Linked DNA regions of Mus musculus: region 2 is linked to region 1. A link is a contact called in public HiChIP or PLAC-seq data. All regions are on one chromosome and are shown on one strand. Each heading gives the region's core, a stretch centred on a gene start, on an enhancer-like site or on the middle of the called end of the contact. The rest is flanking DNA. Distances are from core to core; before and after follow the strand shown. Region 1 holds the start of Col13a1 (collagen, type XIII, alpha 1). Region 2 holds the start of Neurog3 (neurogenin 3).

Region 1 (5,174 bases), core at 1,364-3,863:
ACTGCAGATCAAAGTCAGTTCTTTCGTTAGGATTGGAAGCCCCCTACTTTGCTACAAAGCAGAAATTCCTAGTGACCTTTTCCAGACCATCACATCCCTGCTGTATTGCCTGGACATCCCTGAAGGTCCTTTCTTCTTCAGTGTCTTCTCGTTCATGGCTCTCATGTATCAGCTGTATGGGCACATGGCTTAGCTGCTTCTCACCTCTGAGTCCTTAGATGCTAGGACTCAAACCAAGCCTAATTTTGTTCCAACATTGATCCAAGGGGAAATGATGCCTAAAATAGAAAAATAGAACAAAAACCAAGCCACCCCTGCCCCAAAGAACCTCCAGAGGAAGATATTGAGACAATGCAGAAGAAACGGTAAGGGGGTCCCTCAGCTCAGTCAAAGCTCACTTGTTGCAAAACTCCCTCCAGCTATGGAGAGGTGCACACTGTCTGTCATCATTTTGTCCTCCTGGGTCCAATTTTTTTCCCATTCTGTAGATGGAGGAGGCAGCAGGGGTGTGTGTGTCAGCCTGCACCTGCAGCCATGAGCTCCTATGAGATACTACTTACTTACTGAGTGCCTACTGTCTGCGTTACATTCACCTCTTCTTTAAATCCTCCTGAAAAATCTAGATCCTTTATTATAAGCCCATTTTATTTAGTTAGCTTTTCTTTGAAATGAGATCTCATATAGCCCTCGCTGCCCTCAAACTCACCATGTGACCACGAATGACCTTGAATTTACCATCCCCCTGCCTCTGCCTTCCAAGTGCATGGATTACAGACTCGTACCACTACACCTGGTTTATTTTAAACCCACCATCGGAAAAGGGCTTTTTTTTCATTCATTTTTCTGACTGCATGGGGTCACTTAGAGCCTTGGGTTTGAACTTTTTTTTTCCATTGCGAGGCTCAACTCAGGCTACCACACCAAGGCTACCTGAGTCTTGAAACACCAATCTCAAAAATACTTCAGGCCCGAAATGTTTTCAGTTTTGCTGTGTCAGTTCAAACGGCATTTCAGACTGATCCGGGCAGGGCGTGAAGAAGCCTCAACTTGCTCAATTTCCTGTAGTGAACACTGCTGCTGAGAAACTCTCCAGCGCCCCCTAGTGGTTCTGAGTGCCTCTGAGTTCTCAGGCATTTGTACTGGGAGGAGATATCCCTTGACCAGGCTGGAGACCCAGAGGCCTGTTTGTTAATGAGACACATCAAGGAAATCTTGACATTGGGACTTCCTGGGCACCAGTCCTGTCAGCTGCATTGCTTTCTAGCCTCGTAGTAGTTCTCCGTGGTATCCAACTACCTAGCAGTCAGTCTTACATTAAGTCTATATAAGTACTGTATTACAAGCTCCCATTCCGTTAGGTGTGCACTCCACACTAATGTTTGCATTGCATATAACGCTCCTTCTCACTGGTCAACATGCAAAATGTAAAGTTTGCCTTGTTACTAGGAAAGGACGCTCACTCCCACACCTCTGTCACCCCCCACTTCCGGTTCACAGTTCAAGGGCCAGCCTACCCTCCCCTGCCCGATGCTTCAGCCCCACCACCTCATTTTCAGGAGTGTCTAGAGGCACAAGGAAATGAAAAGTCTACTGACAAACGTCACTCAAAGTGGGGAGCGGGGGTAGAAAAGAGAGGAAAATACCAAATGCAGAACTCCCAAAGACCACTAGCTCGTGGCAGTCAAGGAAGCCACCACAGGGTTAGCTTTGAGGTGGATAAGGGGAGATGGAGTGTGTATGTATGAGAACTGCCCGCCTTTGATGGCTTGCAATCCTAGGTTGGCTAGTCTGCTATGCGTCTCAGCTCAACATAAATAAGAGTCCCGCCCCCCTCCCCGCACCCGCCCGCGCCTGTTAGACATCCTAGGATAAACCCGGGCGATGGGCGTGACCCCTGATAAATTTCTGTTCTGTAGGTCTTTAGGTTTAGTTCTGAAAGAGAAAAGGTGGGGGGGGGGGTCAATACCGCTGCCCCGAGGCGCTGGGTTTACCACTCTGAGCGAATCTGTGGTTGGTGGCATGGTCCCACCAGAGACACCTGCAAAGAGCAGGGCCCTGGGTAGAAATGGTGAGGGAGAGATTGTCTGCTGTCACTGCAGATCTCCCAACTCAGGACGTACAGGACCAAGCAGGCGTCCAGACAGTGATTCAACAGGTTGCCCGCAGGGTCCCCCACACCCACCACCACCCACCACCCAGGCCCTAGGAAAGAGGAGTGCTGTGGTGCGGTGCATTGGGTGGCAGGAGGGTCCCCGATGTTCTGGGAAAGCGGGGTGCTGTGATGCCAGGTCCCTATGTCTTTGAGGTCTTGAGTGTGAATCTTTGGACGGGAAAAGGAGCGCAGCCTCCGCTCCACCCCATACCCCCTCCCCGCCTATAAATAACCCCAAGTGTCACTTCAAAGGGCACCAGGAGCCCCGGACGGGGGCTACCGAGGTCGGCGGGGCCCCGCACACCACGCCCCCCACCCCAGGCGACTTTGCATAAATAAACAAACCCCAGCCGCAGCCCCGCAGGAGGCGGAGGAGGAGCGGGAGGAGGGCGAGGGAGGGGCGCAGGAGATTAGTTTGGGAAGTAGCGCCCGGCGCTCATCCGATCCGCGCGGCCGCGCCGGCTGTGTCAAGTTACAGAGGCGCCAGAATCGGCCCCAGCGCGGCTCACTGCAGCCACGACCCACCTCTGCCCATGGGGCCCTGCATGCGTGCCCCTTCGCCCGGGGACTGACACCCGTTCTCCCCGGAGACACAAAACACCCAGAAGGACCCCGAGCGTCGCACCAGCCCGAGAACTCTGCAGAAGAGAGAAGGGAAAGAGTGGGGAGCGGGGCCAGATCCCCGAACTTGGAACATTCTTCGAAATAACTTTTTTCTTACTTTGGCGTACTCCGATCGCGTCTGCTGGTGGCTCTTGGCTGCTCCCGACTCCGACTGCTCATTTTCGGTCCTCTTTGGCGAGCAAAGGAAAGGGACGTCCTCTAGCCACGTTAACCCCCTTTCCCCTTGCCTCTCAGTTTGGATCGCGCCTCTTGGATCTCGTTTTTATTTATTCTATTTATTTATTTATTGGCTCTCAAGACGCGAGGGCATGGTGGCGGAGCGCACCCGCAAAGCGGCAGCCTCTGGCAGCCGCGGCCCTGGGGAGCTGGGCGCTCCGGGGCCCGGGACAGTGGCGCTGGCTGAGCAGTGCGCTAGGCTGCCGAGCCCCGGGTGCTGCGGACTGCTGGCTCTAGCGCTGTGTTCGCTGGCGCTCAGCCTGCTCGCCCACTTTCGGACCGCGGAGCTGCAGGCCCGGGTGCTGCGCTTGGAAGCAGAGCGCGGGGAGCAGCAGATGGAGAAAGCTATTTTGGGACGAGTCAACCAACTGCTGGACGAGGTTTGTGCCCTTTGTTGCTGCCTTTTATCCCCACCCCGAGGCGCCCCCTCGCGCAGTCCCGGGACTCCACGGGCCGGCACGGGCCGGCGCTCTTTTGCACGCTCGCCCAGGTTGCCTGTCCTAGAACTGTGGGTAGGGATCGCTGCTGAGCTGCCAGGTATTCAGAGCACCATGCGCGGGACCTCCCAGCTCCGGGAGACCCCGGGGTCTTGCGCTGGGGGCGCCCTACGCGCGCGGCGGTCAGGTGGAGAAAAGCAGGGCGCGCAAAAGGTGCGCAGAGGCCGCCAGGGCTGGTTGCGGGAAATAGTCTGGGTGCACGCTTGCAGGGGGGCTCTGGTGGCCCTGTCCGCTCCACGAGGGTGAGTGCTGCCTGGTTTTATGGTCACATTTGGAAGCAGGGAAAGAGAGTGAGCCATTTAAGGACCTAAAGGGACAATTTCTAAAGTGGATTGCTCTTTGCTGGTCCCTGTTTGCTGTTTCTGGCCCCTAGGGCCCAAGTGTGAGTTTCCTGGCTCAGTCCTCCTCAGGGTCCCGTTAACCTATGACTCTTCCGGCTGTGGCCTCTGGAATGATCCTAACTCAATCCCTGCAACTGCGGAAAGGATGCAGCTCTCTCTCAAAAGTCTCCCTTCCCAGGTAGTTAAAAAGTTACTAATGCATGTCTTTGCTCGGGGAATCCTGAGAGTGCTCGTGGCAATGCCATCCTCCCTGGGGAGGCGGGAAATGCAGACTCCAGTGGGGCGGAGTGTGGGTGTGGGCGATAAGGAGGGAAAGCGGAACCCAAGATGGAGTGGGGCTGGCGGCCTAAGAGAATCTGAAGAGCACAATGGGAGGTGTGTGAGATAGTAACTGAAAGGGTGCTGCTGAAAAGCCAGCAAGTAGCTCTGTCCTTTTCTACCTATCTTGGGATTTATTGGGATGCTGTGCAAACTGGGACACATACTGTAACCTCTCTGAGCTTACAGAATGATGGCGAGCATTAGCCAGATCTAATTGGGTTGGTTAGGTCTCTCCCGCAGTTAGGTTTCTCTTGGGTGCTTCTTTTATAGTAATTCCCTAGATGGCCCCATGGGGGAAGTCACAGGCTACAGCATAGAGGGTGGCCCACGCTTGCTGCTACAGCCCATTGCCATGACTGGTCAGAACTAAGAAGACTCAGTCAGGCCACCCACAGTTCCCTAGGCTTGGGGGCAGTCTCTGGGCTCTGGGCTTGCCGAGTGGGGGAGGGGCACTGTGTGGACTGAAGAGGGTGGCAAAGGCCTCCTCTTGTGCATCCCTGTGCCAGACCTCCAGGCCTCCCGTTTGTCTCTCCTGTCGAGTCCCCTGCTTCAAGCAGAAGCTTCTGTTTACCCTGATGACTCTTTGACCCTCGCCTCTCGAACTGAGAAGCACCCCAAAGATGATAAGAAGTGACCCCATTTTACAGAGGGGGAAAAAACCAAGTTCTTGAGCCGGGCAGTAGGTTGTTCAGGGCCATATGATGACATCCAGTGTTAGAGCTAAGCCTCCTTACTCTGCACCCATCGCTGAGAGCTAGCAGAGGTGGGGTGGGGGACAACTGCTCCGGGGGAACACTTCAGTCTTCCTGAACTTGAGTGGGACAGAGAAAGAAAATGAGTAGACACCGTGTCTGGAGGGAATCGTTACAATAATAGAGGAAAACCGGCCAGGAAATGTCTTATATACAACATAAGGTGGGTTCCTGAGGAAGTGATTTTTAGGGCAAGACCAGGAGGTGTGAATAGGAGTTTGCCTGGCACGAGGGGGCAAGCATCAGGCTTTGTGCTAAGACAACCCCACCA
Region 2 (5,516 bases), core at 515-3,014, 150 kb before region 1:
AGGAGGCATATAATTTACCATAACAAAATTCATTTCAAAAGGCATTATATCATTTACAAACTGATTTCTTTTTCTTTTTTTTTCCTTTTTAGGGAGACAAACAGTGCTTCAGGAACCGTCCCTGCAACTCACACTTTAGACACGGGAGACAAGTTGGAGAGATGCTCTAGCCATAGGCTAGGGCTTTCCGGTTCACAGCCTGGTCTCCCTTGGGGGAAGGGTAACGACTTGAAAAGTGCAGAAGAAGGCAGATCACCTTCGTGGACTAAGGCAGAATGGAGAAGCTCAGAAACCCTGCATGTAGCGGGCAGTAAAGACGACGAACATCATCTATGGGCCAAGAGCTGGATGGAGGAGCCAGTGAGGTAAGACGCAACACTGGATTAGGTCACCCTGGAAAAAGTGATGGATGGTCGGAGGCCGGCAGATTTGAATGAGGGCAGACTCACCAGGAAGTATGGGAGTCTCCAACTAGGTAGTGCTACCATTCTCAAATGCTTGGAGCGAGAGTTTGATGTGGCTGCACCGAGGAGAGTTAAGAGAAGAGCAGCCCCCAATGTCTGCTGTGCGCAGCAGCAAGGGTACCGATGAGAAGCCTAGTTAAGCCCTGTGAGAGGGCTAGGGATCCAAGTAGTGAAAGCCAGAAGAGGCGAGATGCTTGAGAGCCTCCACTACCTCCCACTCCAGACGGCTCTGGTCCCCTCCCTTTCCACTAGCACCCACCACCCAGAGCCAGACAGGTCTCTTCACAAGAAGTCTGAGAACACCAGTGCTCCCGGGAGCAGATAGGATGGGGAGCTGGGCACCTGCAGGCCAGGGAATTCCTCCAATGAGGCCGTGGGGCTCAGGTTACCCGCTTGGGAGACTGGGGAGTAGATAGAGCCCCAGTCCCCGTTGGAGCCACCTCCGGGGCTCCCCAGCTCTCCACAGGGCACAGGGGGCTCCGGGCCATAGAAGCTGTGGTCCGCTATGCGCAGCGTCTGAGTCAGTGCCCAGATGTAGTTGTGGGCGAAGCGCAGGGTCTCGATCTTTGTAAGTTTGGCGTCATCCGGGAAGGTGGGCAGGACACCGCGCAGCGCATCCAGCGCCGAGTTGAGGTTGTGCATGCGATTGCGCTCCCGATCATTGGCCTTCTTGCGCCGGCTTCTTCGCTGTTTGCTGAGTGCCAACTCGCTCTTGGGCCTGTTGCGCCCTCCGCGTCGGGCGCGGAGCTTCCTCGAGGTCCCTCGGCAGTCACCCACTTCTGCTTCGGAGCAGTCCCTAGGTATGAGAGTGGGGCTAGGTGGGGTGGAATTGGAACTGAGCACTTCGTGGTCCGAGGCTCCGGGAAAAGGTTGTTGTGTCTCTGGGGACACTTGGATGGTGAGCGCATCCAAGGGATGAGGCGCCATCCTGCGGTTGGGAAAAAATGGAAGGTGTGTGTGTGCCAGCCTCTGACTTAGAGGTCACTGCACGGGGGACCAGAGTATCCCCCACACACACCCCGCGCGCCCCTCATCCACCCTTTGGAGTTTCCGAATTGTTACCTAGTTCTCCCGACTCAAAAGAATAGAGAGCAGCAGGTCAGTCAGTGACAAGCAGCAGTGGATAGGGTCAGTGTCAAGCAGCAGTGGATAGCTGAGCCTCTCTGCTCCCTCTGAAGTTCTGCTAAACTGCAGGCGCCCTCGCCTGGAGTAAATTGCGTCTGGAAGTCGTAGAAAAGCTCCGAGGAGGTACTCGACCACTGCTGCAGTGATGAGACCCAGAGGGATTTCTGAGCTGCATGCAAGTCGTGTGTCCCCTGGCACGCTTTATCTGCTCTGCCCCCGGCCAGGAGCGTGCCTGCCGGGCTGCTGCCTGCACCACGGGCCAATCAGCGGAGGGGGCCCAGGGGCTGCGCCACGCGAGCCCGCTCCTCCCCCCACAACCCCCACCCGCAGAGCACAGCTGGATTCCGGACAAAGGGCAGGGGTCGGGGGAGGGGAGCAGCACTCTGTTTGTTCCCCCACTCCACGCCTCCCCCGTCGCGGGCTCAGTCCCAGCAACTCTCGGTTCCTCAAAGAGCCTCGCCCAGCCAGAAGAGTCCCGTCCGGCCGCTGGGGAGAGCTTTGCCTTTTCCTCTTTCTTTTTGGCATGTGTCCAGACCCTTTCTTGGTAGCATGAAGGAGGTTTGGGGGTGCCTATATATATATAAGGAAGGCCTCTTCTTTGAGTATTACACATGGGGTCTTTTGGCTCAGAGAGGGAAACGGCTTGTCTAAATGAACCAGCGATCAAGGAGTCAAGTGTCTTCTTGGCTGGCAGCTGGGAGGAGCGCCCATTAGTTCAAAGTGCTATCCAGCTCTCCGCCACTATGGGTTGGGTCAGGAAATGTGTGTGCAACCATGTTTCACAGACTGACTCCATCCTGGGAAAGAGGACAGAGTGACCAGAGACGGTCCCTGCTCAAGTCCTTTCTACTCAGAAACTATTGCTTGGCCAGGTTCAATATCACCTTGGGATCCAACCCTCCAGCCCCCAGACCAGACCTTGAAAACCCCCACCATAGTCCTCATCCGAGACATTGGGTTCTATTCCGGAGGCGAGGGTGGTTGTAGAGAGAGTGCAGAGGGGGCATCTCATCACGCCCCGCCCCACTATGGATGCTATCGGGAAGGCCTGACCCGAGAGGCAGGTGATAGGGAAAGGTCAAGGAGGGACTTGTTCTCTGCTAGCCTTTTTTGTCTTTTCAATGCCTCCGTGTGCAGGCCCTGGGAGAAAAGCAGATCTACTTTCTGCCCCCTTTAGTGCCCCTGTCCAATCACAGACCAGAGAGGACTAGCAGCTTCACCTAGTCCTACTCCTTCCCGCCCCCTCCCTCCCCATCACTCCTGAACTGTGGGTGAGCCCAGGGCAGGGAGACTTCTAGTTTGTCCCTCTTAAGAGGTTATCTTAAGCTATCTGGAAATCTTTCCTGTGAGCCTTAAGACATTGTCCTTTCTTCCCTGCAGACCCGCCCTTCTTGTCCCTGACACCCCGTGGTCTTCTGTTTCCGGTCACTCAGGGTGAGGGGTTGTGGCTTCCGCTGATCTCTCTCTCTCTCTCTCTCTCTCTCTCTCTCTCTCTCTCCTGCCCTCCCTCCCTCCCTCCCCCCCCCCCCAGCTTTCTAGTCAGGATGTGCATGGGAGGAAGCTATGGCTGGGAGTTAAAGATTCTTGGCAGTAACTCTAAGCTTTCTAGTACGTTCTCTAACTCCGAAGCTCCTGGATATTGTAGAAGGGACCATACCCTGGCTGGGAGGCTGAAGGCGTAGAGTCAGGGTCGGGGTAGGTGTGTGACTTGACTCTATGATGACCACTGGCCGCCTGGGCTGCAAGGAAGAGGAGGGAGCACTACAAAATCCCCTGGGCAGAGGATGGCTTGCTTGGCACTCAGCAGGAGGGGAGGTGGTAGGATTGGGTGGGGGCATAACACTATCCCTAAAATGATCGAGAGTGAGGAGGGAATTCCTTCCCTACTGCAGAGAAATTGAATCTGCAGGCAAGGGTAGACCTTCCTGTGAACTGGGTCCTCAGGTTCTATCTCCTGCTAGTAGGCCTTCCTTTAGGTTGTGCCTTGCTTCAAGCAAGTGTCTTCTGGTCCCAGGAATGGAGGCGTAAGGCCCTTTTTACAGATGGAAAAGCCAAGTCCCCAGAAGGAAGTGATTTGCCCAAGGTCGCAGGGCAAATCCTATCAGAACTATGAAGAATCCAAAGCCTAAGACTCTGAGACCTAGATCACCCCCCGCCCCCTTGGATGGCATGATTTGCTTTGGGAAGAATGAGAGACACCCCCAAAATGCAGAGAATAGAGGCTGTTCCGAGTCTTTGAAAACTGGCAGGATTAGATGAGTGACGACTAATGACTAGCTCTCCTAGCCAGAGATGTGCTAGGCTTTTCTGCTTTTCTCTCCCAGATCACAGCTCTGCTTGAATTATTTCTCTGAAAAAGGAGAACCTGGGAAAGTGACTTAAAGGGCACCCCCATGGCTCTTAAAAAAAATGCAACCAGGCTCTGAGGGGAGGAACCCAGATTGTAAGAGACCCAAGCCACTGTGTGACTCCCTGGGCCTCAGAAGAGCTACATACACCTGTGGCTCTCATCTGCCTGTAGACTTGAAATGGAAATGGGACTGGTTGAGTCCTATCCCGTGAGACTAATGGGCTTTGGCTAGAACGCAGAACTTCCCGAGACAGAAAGAATTCTGGGGGGTGTAGCAAAAGTTTCTTAATAGGCAGAGACCATTTTGGAATTCTTGTACAGGCTTTCCAACATCTCTCCTGCTCAGGGACCTTCTGCGCTTGTAGGCTAGGCTGCCAGAAGTTGCTTTGCGTAAAAAGCAGAGTAAGGAGCGCACAGCGCTGTCTGAAAAATGCCCAAACTCCCTGCCGTTCTTCATTTAGCCAGGAGGCCAAGCTGAATGCCCGAGACTCTTAGAAATTTAGAGATTCAGGATCCACAACCTCTCCCTTAGCTGCAGGGGACTCACAGATCCCTATGCAAAGTTAATCCCCCATCCTTCGGAGGTGGAGGTCAAGGCGCAGTTGACTGCGCAGTGCGTGCCAATTGTGCTTGTAAATCGCCCTCTGCGCCCGCCCCCAGGACAGCCTGTTTTTACAGCGAGGGGTCATCCATCCACTGCCTCTGAGGCCTCCAAGACCCCTGTCCCCCTCCACCTTGTTAGACCTAGGCTTGCCTGGAGGTTTGAGGGGTCCTAAGAGAGAGGCCGACAGCCAGAAGCCTGGAGATGGTTGGCAGTTTGGTATAGAGGGTTAGGCAGCGGCTGGCCCTAGCGTCTTGCTGTTGGGAGGGGGTAAAGCTAGCATTGCCTGGGGGTTCTTTGAGGATCGAGCAAGGAGGGGGGCCCCCATGGGAAGATGAATAGCTAATGGCTTGCCAGAGGAGGGGGCTTCTTTCTCTCGCCTTCGCTTTGGCCCTGAAAGAGAGGAAGACAAAAATCTGGCGAGCGAGGCTGCCGGGACCGAGACTGGCCACTTCAAACAGCCCTTCAAACAAAAGGAGACGACGAAAAGAAAGCCCCACCTGTCCCCAGTGTTTGCTAAAATAATAATAAATAGATTCCGTTTAATAAATAATTACAAGAGATTGTAAAGCGGGATGCTTTGGAAAACATCTCTGGCGGGAGTCTGCGTAGCCAGCCATCACCTGCTCCTAAGGCGAGCAACTTTATTGTTAAGCCTCCCCCACAACTAGTTTGCCTCTGATAAACTCTCCTTGGTCTTCACAATGACTGTTTACTCATAGTTAGCACAATATTACCTTTGCCGTGATAAATCCGGAGGGGGGGGGGAGACCTGGCCCCTGGCCCCTGGGCACACCTGTCCTAGAAGCTGACACATGGATTTGGCACTGAGCGGGCCTCCCCCCCAGGGGCCCTGCCCCCGTGTACATTGGCCCAATTGCCACTCATTTATAACAGGTTGGCTGCAAGGCCTATCTCGATCCTATTTGTCTTCTTTTATTGAAAGCATATGGTCTCCAGGGGCTCACCAACCCCA

The links. HiChIP or PLAC-seq counts read pairs in DNA pulled down with a chosen protein or histone mark.
Region 2: a contact with region 1 is called in an H3K4me3 HiChIP or PLAC-seq map of embryonic stem cells, with 31 read pairs. The contact joins the promoter of Neurog3 here to the promoter of Col13a1 in region 1. A contact is called at or near these places in 7 of 39 promoter capture datasets (cranial neural crest, embryonic stem cells, hippocampal neurons and 3 more), 4 of 484 Hi-C or Micro-C datasets (all in embryonic stem cells), 6 of 115 datasets of contacts at active chromatin or transcription factors (embryonic stem cells and forebrain) and 3 of 9 other capture datasets (adipose tissue, liver and pancreatic islet).

Annotation. Positions count from the first base shown.
Region 1 is chr10:61,976,547-61,981,720 of GRCm38.p6, reverse strand. Col13a1 (collagen, type XIII, alpha 1) reads left to right here and starts at 2,613. Exons shown (of 41, transcript NM_007731.3): 1 at 2,613-3,372. The coding sequence starts at 3,085.
Region 2 is chr10:62,129,338-62,134,853 of GRCm38.p6, reverse strand. It overlaps Neurog3 (neurogenin 3), which reads right to left and starts at 1,764. Exons shown (of 2, transcript NM_009719.6): 1 at 1,527-1,764; 2 at 91-1,392. The coding sequence starts at 1,391. The coding sequence ends at 747.